Regions from separate parts of the Ovis aries genome. Here region 1 is linked to region 2. The links are chromatin contacts, called in public Hi-C maps. All regions are on one chromosome and are shown on one strand. Each heading gives the region's core, a stretch centred on a gene start, on an enhancer-like site or on the middle of the called end of the contact. The rest is flanking DNA. Distances are from core to core; before and after follow the strand shown. Region 1 holds the start of HS6ST1 (heparan sulfate 6-O-sulfotransferase 1). Region 2 has its middle 300 kb from the start of HS6ST1.

Region 1 (3,368 bases), core at 438-2,937, 300 kb after region 2:
GACACCGCTGGGCGGACCCAGGTCAGCGCTGCCCTCCAAGTCTGGACTGCCACCTCCCGGGTCCTGCAGGAAGGCTCCTGAGGCTTCAGGCCAAAACGGGGTCACGAGACTGGAGACAGGCAGGCGGCCCCAGGTTCACCGCTGCGCCGGCCTCCACTCCTGGCAAGAACGGATCCTCACTGGAGAAGGCTGACCAGGCCACCCACAGGGCTCCGGGACCAGATAGTTTGAAAGTAGCTACGGAGGGGGCAGGGATTTTGAGGCCCTGGGTCACACTGGGGACCGGCCACCCCACCACACTCCCAGTGGGCCCTAGGTCACCCTGTATTGTATTCAGAGTGCTGCAGCAGAGCAGATGTGCCTTCAGCCCTTCTGAAAATAGCACACTCCCCTCTTAGTTGGATTTGGGGGTGTCAGTGGTTGGTTTTCCAGTTCTCTGGGTTTGCTTCCAGAAGGGATTTCTGGTGTGATTTCATATATTACTATTTTCAACAGTTTCGTTGCAATATGATTGACACAATAAATCCTCACAAAGCCTCTTCAGGACCCACATCACAGAAACCAGGGAAGGCCCTGGCAGAGGTGTATGCGGACATTTGAACCCAGGCCTGACAGCTGGAATCGTTCTGAGACCACTGGACCTGAGTCCAAACACTAGCGCCCGCCCTCAGCGAGGCAGGGCAGAGACTCTCAACAGGTCATTTCGCAATCTGGCGCACTTCCTGTTCCATGAAGACGCCAGAGCGTCTGAGCCCAGTCAGGACCAGGCTGTGTGGTTCCGGGGAAAGCGCAGGGTGTGCGGCTCAGGGCCCAAGCTGGAAGGCGTGGGGGCAGGCTGGGCTAACCAGGAGAGAGGCCCGCGGGGGCGGTGGGCCACCACCACGGACAGGAAAGGCCCAGCAGCCAGACCCTCTGACCCATGTGCCAAAGCCAGAAGTTGAAATGTTTTTGTGGGCGCTCACAACTTTAAATATTGGCTCCACTTTTTATAACTTTCTCATTGAGATCATAATTAAACTAGGAGGAAAAAATGCACGTTGGCTAAACAGCGAAAGACTGCACAAGGCTGCCCGAAGTCTTCCGCGCACACTTCAGCATCGCTCCGCGAGGGGCTCCGGGTCAAGGTCCCAAAGCCGGGGTGCCGGGATAGAGGAGGAAGGTCGACGGCCGCCGTGGACCCCAGGCTCCCCGCCCCCAACCTTCCCTTTTCCTTCCGCGACCCGCGCCCTGCCCCCCCGCCCCCAGATCCCACCAAGTCCATCCAGCCCCCGACCCCTCGCGTTTGGAACTTCAAAGCGGCCGGCTGGCAAAGTCAAGGCGTTCCCTCCCGAGAAGCGGGCAGGGGGACTCAGTCCCCCCCCCGAACCCGTCGCCGCGAGCCCCCGCCCCCCACGCAGCCCAGAAGGGCCATCTGCGCCCCGCTACACGTTTCTCCAGTCGCTCCCCACGCCTCTGCGGACATCAGCCAGTTCCCGGTTCTCGCCACCCGCCTCGGATGGGCCTCGCTGAGGCCAGAGACCGGCGTCCGAGCGCCGGCTCGGACCCGCCTGCAGCCCCGGACCCCTGGGGGCGGGGCCGAGGATCCACTCGGGCGGCGACGGCAAGAGGCGCGGCGGGGGCGGGCCGGGGGCGGGCCTGGGCGGGGCGGCGGCGGACTGCGGAGACGCGGCGGCGCGCGGGGCGGCGCAGAGCGTTCTGGCCGAGGCGCGGAGCGGAGCCGAGTGGCCGGCGTGGGGCCGCAGGGGGCGCGAGCCGGGGCAGGGCCGGAGCCGAGCCGGAGCCCAGCGGGGTCGGGCCGGAGGGCGGGGGCCGGGCGGAGAGCAGCCATGGCGCCGCGAAGGGCCGGGGCGCGCGCCGCTGCGGGCGGCCTGGGCGCCGAGTAGCCGGGCCGGGCCGGAGCGCGGGCGGCGGCGGCGGCGGCAGAGCAGCTGCGCCCGCGCCCCCCGCCCTCCAGGCCCCGCGCCCCGCGCCCGGGCCGCTGGCGATGGTGACACATGCGGCGGCGGCGCGCCGGCGGCAGGACCATGGTTGAGCGCGCCAGCAAGTTCTTGCTGGTGGTGGTGGGCTCGGCGTGCTTCATGCTCATTCTCTACCAGTACGCGGGCCCGGGCTTGAGCCTGGGCGCGCCCGGCGGCCGCGCGCCGCCCGACGACCTGGATCTCTTCCCCACGCCCGACCCGCACTACGAGAAGAAGTACTACTTCCCGGTGCGCGAGCTGGAGCGCTCGCTGCACTTCGACATGAAGGGCGACGACGTGATCGTCTTCCTGCACATCCAGAAAACGGGCGGCACCACCTTTGGCCGCCACCTCGTGCAGAACGTGCGCCTGGAGGTGCCCTGCGACTGCCGGCCGGGCCAGAAAAAGTGCACCTGCTACCGGCCCAACCGCCGCGAGACCTGGCTTTTCTCCCGTTTCTCCACGGGCTGGAGCTGCGGGCTGCACGCCGACTGGACCGAGCTCACGAACTGCGTGCCCGGCGTGCTGGACCGCCGCGACCCCGCCGCGCTGCGCACGCCCAGGTGAGCGTCCACCGACGGGCCGGGACGGCGGGGTGCCGGCTCGCGGCCGCTCCCCCGGGCCCGCCCCTCGCTCCCTGCCCTGCACGCCTGCCCTCCCGGGGCCGCCACTCGCCGCAGCCCTCTGGACCGCCTCCTTACCTCTGGGCTCCCGAGCCCGCAGTCCGTCTGCCGCGGCCCGCTGTGCTCCCCACGCTCGCATGCCCCCTCTCCCCGCGTGCTCGGCACCTCTTTACTTTTCCCCACCACCCGCCGGGCCGCGCGGCGTCTGGGCTTCCCGGGGTCACTGCCCCCTGCCCGCGGGCTCTCACCTGTCAGGCCTCAGCTCTGCGTCCAGGCTGGCCTGTGTCGTCGGGCGGGATTGCGGGTTTCTGTGCGCGTGTAGCCCACCGGGCTTCCCCGCGCGGCTGTCGCGCCCAAATCGAAAGTGAGAGAAGTGAGGGGCCTCTCCCCTGCACCTGCGGGCCACCCGCCCCACCCCCGGCCCGCCAGCCTGCCTGGAGAGGGCTGGGGAGGAGCTGCCGAGCCCAGGTGTGCAGGTGGAACAAAGGCCCGATTGTCACCTGGGGCTGGGGGCGGGGAGGAAGCGGTGCTGCCCGCCCCGCCCCTGCGAGCTGGGCCCTGACTAGGGGCAAACTCGCTGTGAAAGAGGAGCAGAAGCAGGCCAAGGGCAGGCTGAGGGGAGCTGAGCTGGCTGGAGGCACCTGGGCACCCAGACACCTCCCCTGAGAGATTGGGGACACAGGGCTGACCTGTCGCAGGGACAGCTTTCATGGGAAGGACTTTTTAGCCGGAAACACCCTTCCTCCCCACGGTGCAGGGTTTCCAAGGGTTAAAGTCGGATCTCTTT
Region 2 (3,447 bases), core at 681-3,180:
GATGCATGAGCACGTCTCAGGGGATACAGTCACGGAGTAGGGTTGCTTAGGCCCTACCTTGTCTTTATTTATTTCTTCTTTTTTGGCTTAGTCATGTGACATTCGAGATCTTAGTTCCCCAACGTAGGGCCCCTTGCCCTGGAAGGAAGGAGTCTTAACCCCTGGACCACCAGGGAAGTCCCCCACCTTGTCTTTAAACGTGTCATATAGGCCATTCGACTCCTAGATTTTTTCGCTTTAGAGCAACTGTGGTCACTACAGCTCCAGAAAGAATCTCAAGTCAGTAGTAACCTCACTGAAAGCTTAACAAAATGTAAATGTTAACAACCTGGAACGTAAGAAGTAAAGAAACTGAGAGTGGGACAGAGGACTAGAAGATGGGAAGAAGCAGAGGGTACAGGCTTTTCCCTCGTGTGTGAGGGAGTAGTCATCTTCCCAGAGTGTATAAGAAATAGAGGTACAAGCCCTTCAATCGAATTTACCAGAAAAACAGTAGATCTCAGGTAATGAATACAAATATTAAGAAATGAAAGGAGGCAAACGTGAGTAAAGGATACTTGAAGAGAGCTAAATTCCTCAGTATAACACTGAAGACTAGATGTATGCTTTTAGTTAACAAAACAAAAACAGACCATGCTTGATTTATTAGGAAGTCTTTCTAAAAATAATTTTAGTGGTTGCATAATACTTACTGGGCAATTAGCAGGATATTTTGCTAGTTGGACATAACTTTTGCTGTTACTCAATAGTAAGACTAAAATTACTAGGAAAACGTTTAGAATGTTTGACAACCCTTATTTATAGTTGAAGAGAAATTTCGAGAAAAACAAAAATCTTAAGCGGTTAGAAGAGGGTGATGGGCTAGAGAGTGGGTGCTGAAAGGTGCCAGGGGAAGAATTTTGCTTTTTGTTTTCTGTTCTCTTGGATTTGATCCTCTCTTTTCCCATGTTTTTACAATGTCCATGTATCGTTCTGAGATTGAAAATATCAAATACTCTAAATGTTTTTCTGTTAATTTCAGATCTAAAATTCAGTTACATTAAAAACTAGATGTTCAGTTAAGTACTCTACTATATTGCCTGAATATGATACTTTGCAGCAGCTAAAATTATTTTCGTAAAGTTACAATAATTATGGGAAAGACTTCTGTTACAATGTAGGATAAAAACTGAAGAATCTGAAATTTTATATGGAATATGGTCACAACTATGTGAAAAAAGCCAGAAAGTAATAAAATCATAACTAGATTTTTTTAATGGGGGATATAACCCAAAATGTTAGCAGTGATTTTCTTTGGTAGGAGAGGCTACAGAAATTTTTTAAATTCCTCTTTCTAATTCTCTGGCTTTTACATTTGTGTTAATAGAGGACATGTGTTTTGTTTTGTTTTGGTTTTTTTTTAATGAAGGGGAAAGGAGACATTGAACTATGAATTCATAGCAGCAGAGAGAAGGGCGCAATTTAACTTGGCAGGCTTTGTCTCACACATGAGAAGGAAGTGGACACAACTGGGTGATTCTGTTTATCCTCTTTGATGCCAACAGAATTGAGATGATGCTAAAAGCATTTTGAGTCCCCCATGACTTGAGTCACAGTACAAAGGAACCTCAAATGATTCTAATAATCCCTGTCACTTGTGTGAAACATTTCCCTGCAAGGGTGGAACTCTTCACAATATAAGAAAAAGCACAGTATCAGAAACCAGGAAACGTGAGCTCTAAATCCATGTGCCCACAACCAGAGCCGTGACTCCATTCTGGTTGCCTTCCCTCCCCAGGCTTTGCCAGCACAGCCCTCCCTCGATCAGGGAGCCAGAGCTGCACCATCTCTTGGCTCCCTTGAGATCTTTGCTACAGTGAGAAGCTATGACTCCATAAACGTGCCGGTGACTCAGATCCACCACTAGGGAAAATATATTTCCTGAAGCAAAACAACTCCATCTGGCAAGATGCGGCCCAAAAAACCTGAGCACAAGACACTGCTAATCTGCTCACCCAACATTCACCCCACGAAGTGATCTCAGCATATTTCAGAAATAACCCTGTTGTTTTTGATGTATTTCAGCTAGAATAAATTACATAAAACAAGCGAAAAGAAATGGATTCCAGGGAGGATGGGGAGAGGTGGGTGAGTGGGGGTTATTAACAGCTACTAAGCTACTAAGTGTTTCCTGTGTGTGTTCATTCACTCAGTCGTGTCTGACTCTCTGCCACCCCATGGACTGTAGCCCACCAGGTTCCTCTGTCCATGGAATTTTCTAGGCAAGAATACTGGAGTGGGTTGCCATTTCCTCCTCCAGGGGATCTGCCCGACTCAGGGATAGAATCTGCGTCTCCCTCATCTCCTGCGTTTCTGGCAGATCCTTTATAGCTGAGTCACCAGGGAAACCTAGTACTTCACATATTTAATGCTTACAAAATAGAGGTTAAGAGGAAAGGGAAGTTTGGTTGCCATGGCTGGATTCCAAAAAACAAATGTACCCTATTCAAAAACCAATGCACTTTTCATTCTATCTTTCAACATCCCTAAATCTGATGCATTGTTTGTGTATATGCGTGCACTAAAAGTGAGCAGATAAATATACTTTGCAATGTGTAAATAAAACATTTACAAAACTGATCATGTTTACTCATGTGTGGTAAAACTATTGGTTGGAATTTGTCATGACTTGACAAATCACACCAAAGGTAAAAGAAAAATTTAAATCTCAATAAAAGAATTACGCTGCGACTTTCAAGTGACAAAATCAGAGTTTCAAGGGTTTTGGAAGACAAGAGTCTATTTCTGATGAGACAAGGTGAAATGGATGTGATTTTGAACTTCTCCATATAGCTCCTACAGGTAGATTTTAAGCAGATTTTTACACTTAAAATTGGGCCTAACATGGTAAGAAGGGACTTCTGTGTACAACCAAGTTGAGATAACAAATACTGGATTTACCCTCCCACCTGAAACAAAATGACAAGAGAAACTGACAAAATACATGAAACAAAGGTCTGCAAGACCCTGTACTTAAGACAACAACAAAAGGTAACAACTACTGAGAGGTGGGGGAGAAATGAGCCCTCAAATTGCCCCAGTTTATCTTCCTAGGAAAGTGTCCAGGCCAAAGAATAGGAACATCAAATTCTTGAGGAAGCTTGTAGATACCTGAAGTCGAGGATACAGAGCTGGGAAGACCAAGGACCAAGGCCCTAGAGTCCACAGAACAGTGCTGAAAAGAAGAAAGCTGCTGAGAAAAAAACTCTTGGTAACTACAGAGGCCCTGCTTCAACCTTTCAGCTGAGAACTCATCAGTGCGTATTTGTGAGACAATTACACTACTCAAGGCTGAGGAAAGAACCACCCAAATGTTGGAGGTAATGGTGCCTAACACTAAAACAGGCTGGAAACCACACTGAAAACCTCAAGATCCACGGGGTCTCAATAATAGTCTATTAATAACTA

Evidence for each region. Hi-C and Micro-C count contacts between places; a contact is called where the count stands out from the background.
Region 1: a contact with region 2 is called in a Hi-C map of skin fibroblasts, with 1.8 times the contacts expected there. The contact joins the promoter of HS6ST1 here to the enhancer-like site in region 2.

What each region holds. Positions count from the first base shown.
Region 1 is chr2:117,193,346-117,196,713 of ARS-UI_Ramb_v3.0, forward strand. It overlaps HS6ST1 (heparan sulfate 6-O-sulfotransferase 1), which reads left to right and starts at 1,688. Exons shown (of 2, transcript XM_027964665.3): 1 at 1,688-2,521. The coding sequence starts at 1,995.
Region 2 is chr2:116,894,956-116,898,402 of ARS-UI_Ramb_v3.0, forward strand. No RefSeq gene overlaps it. Among named protein-coding and RNA genes, the nearest start is that of HS6ST1, 300 kb to the right of the region's middle. Within about 2 kb of position 1,931, at least 5 of the 54 cell types and tissues checked have an H3K27ac peak or open chromatin away from gene starts, as enhancers often do.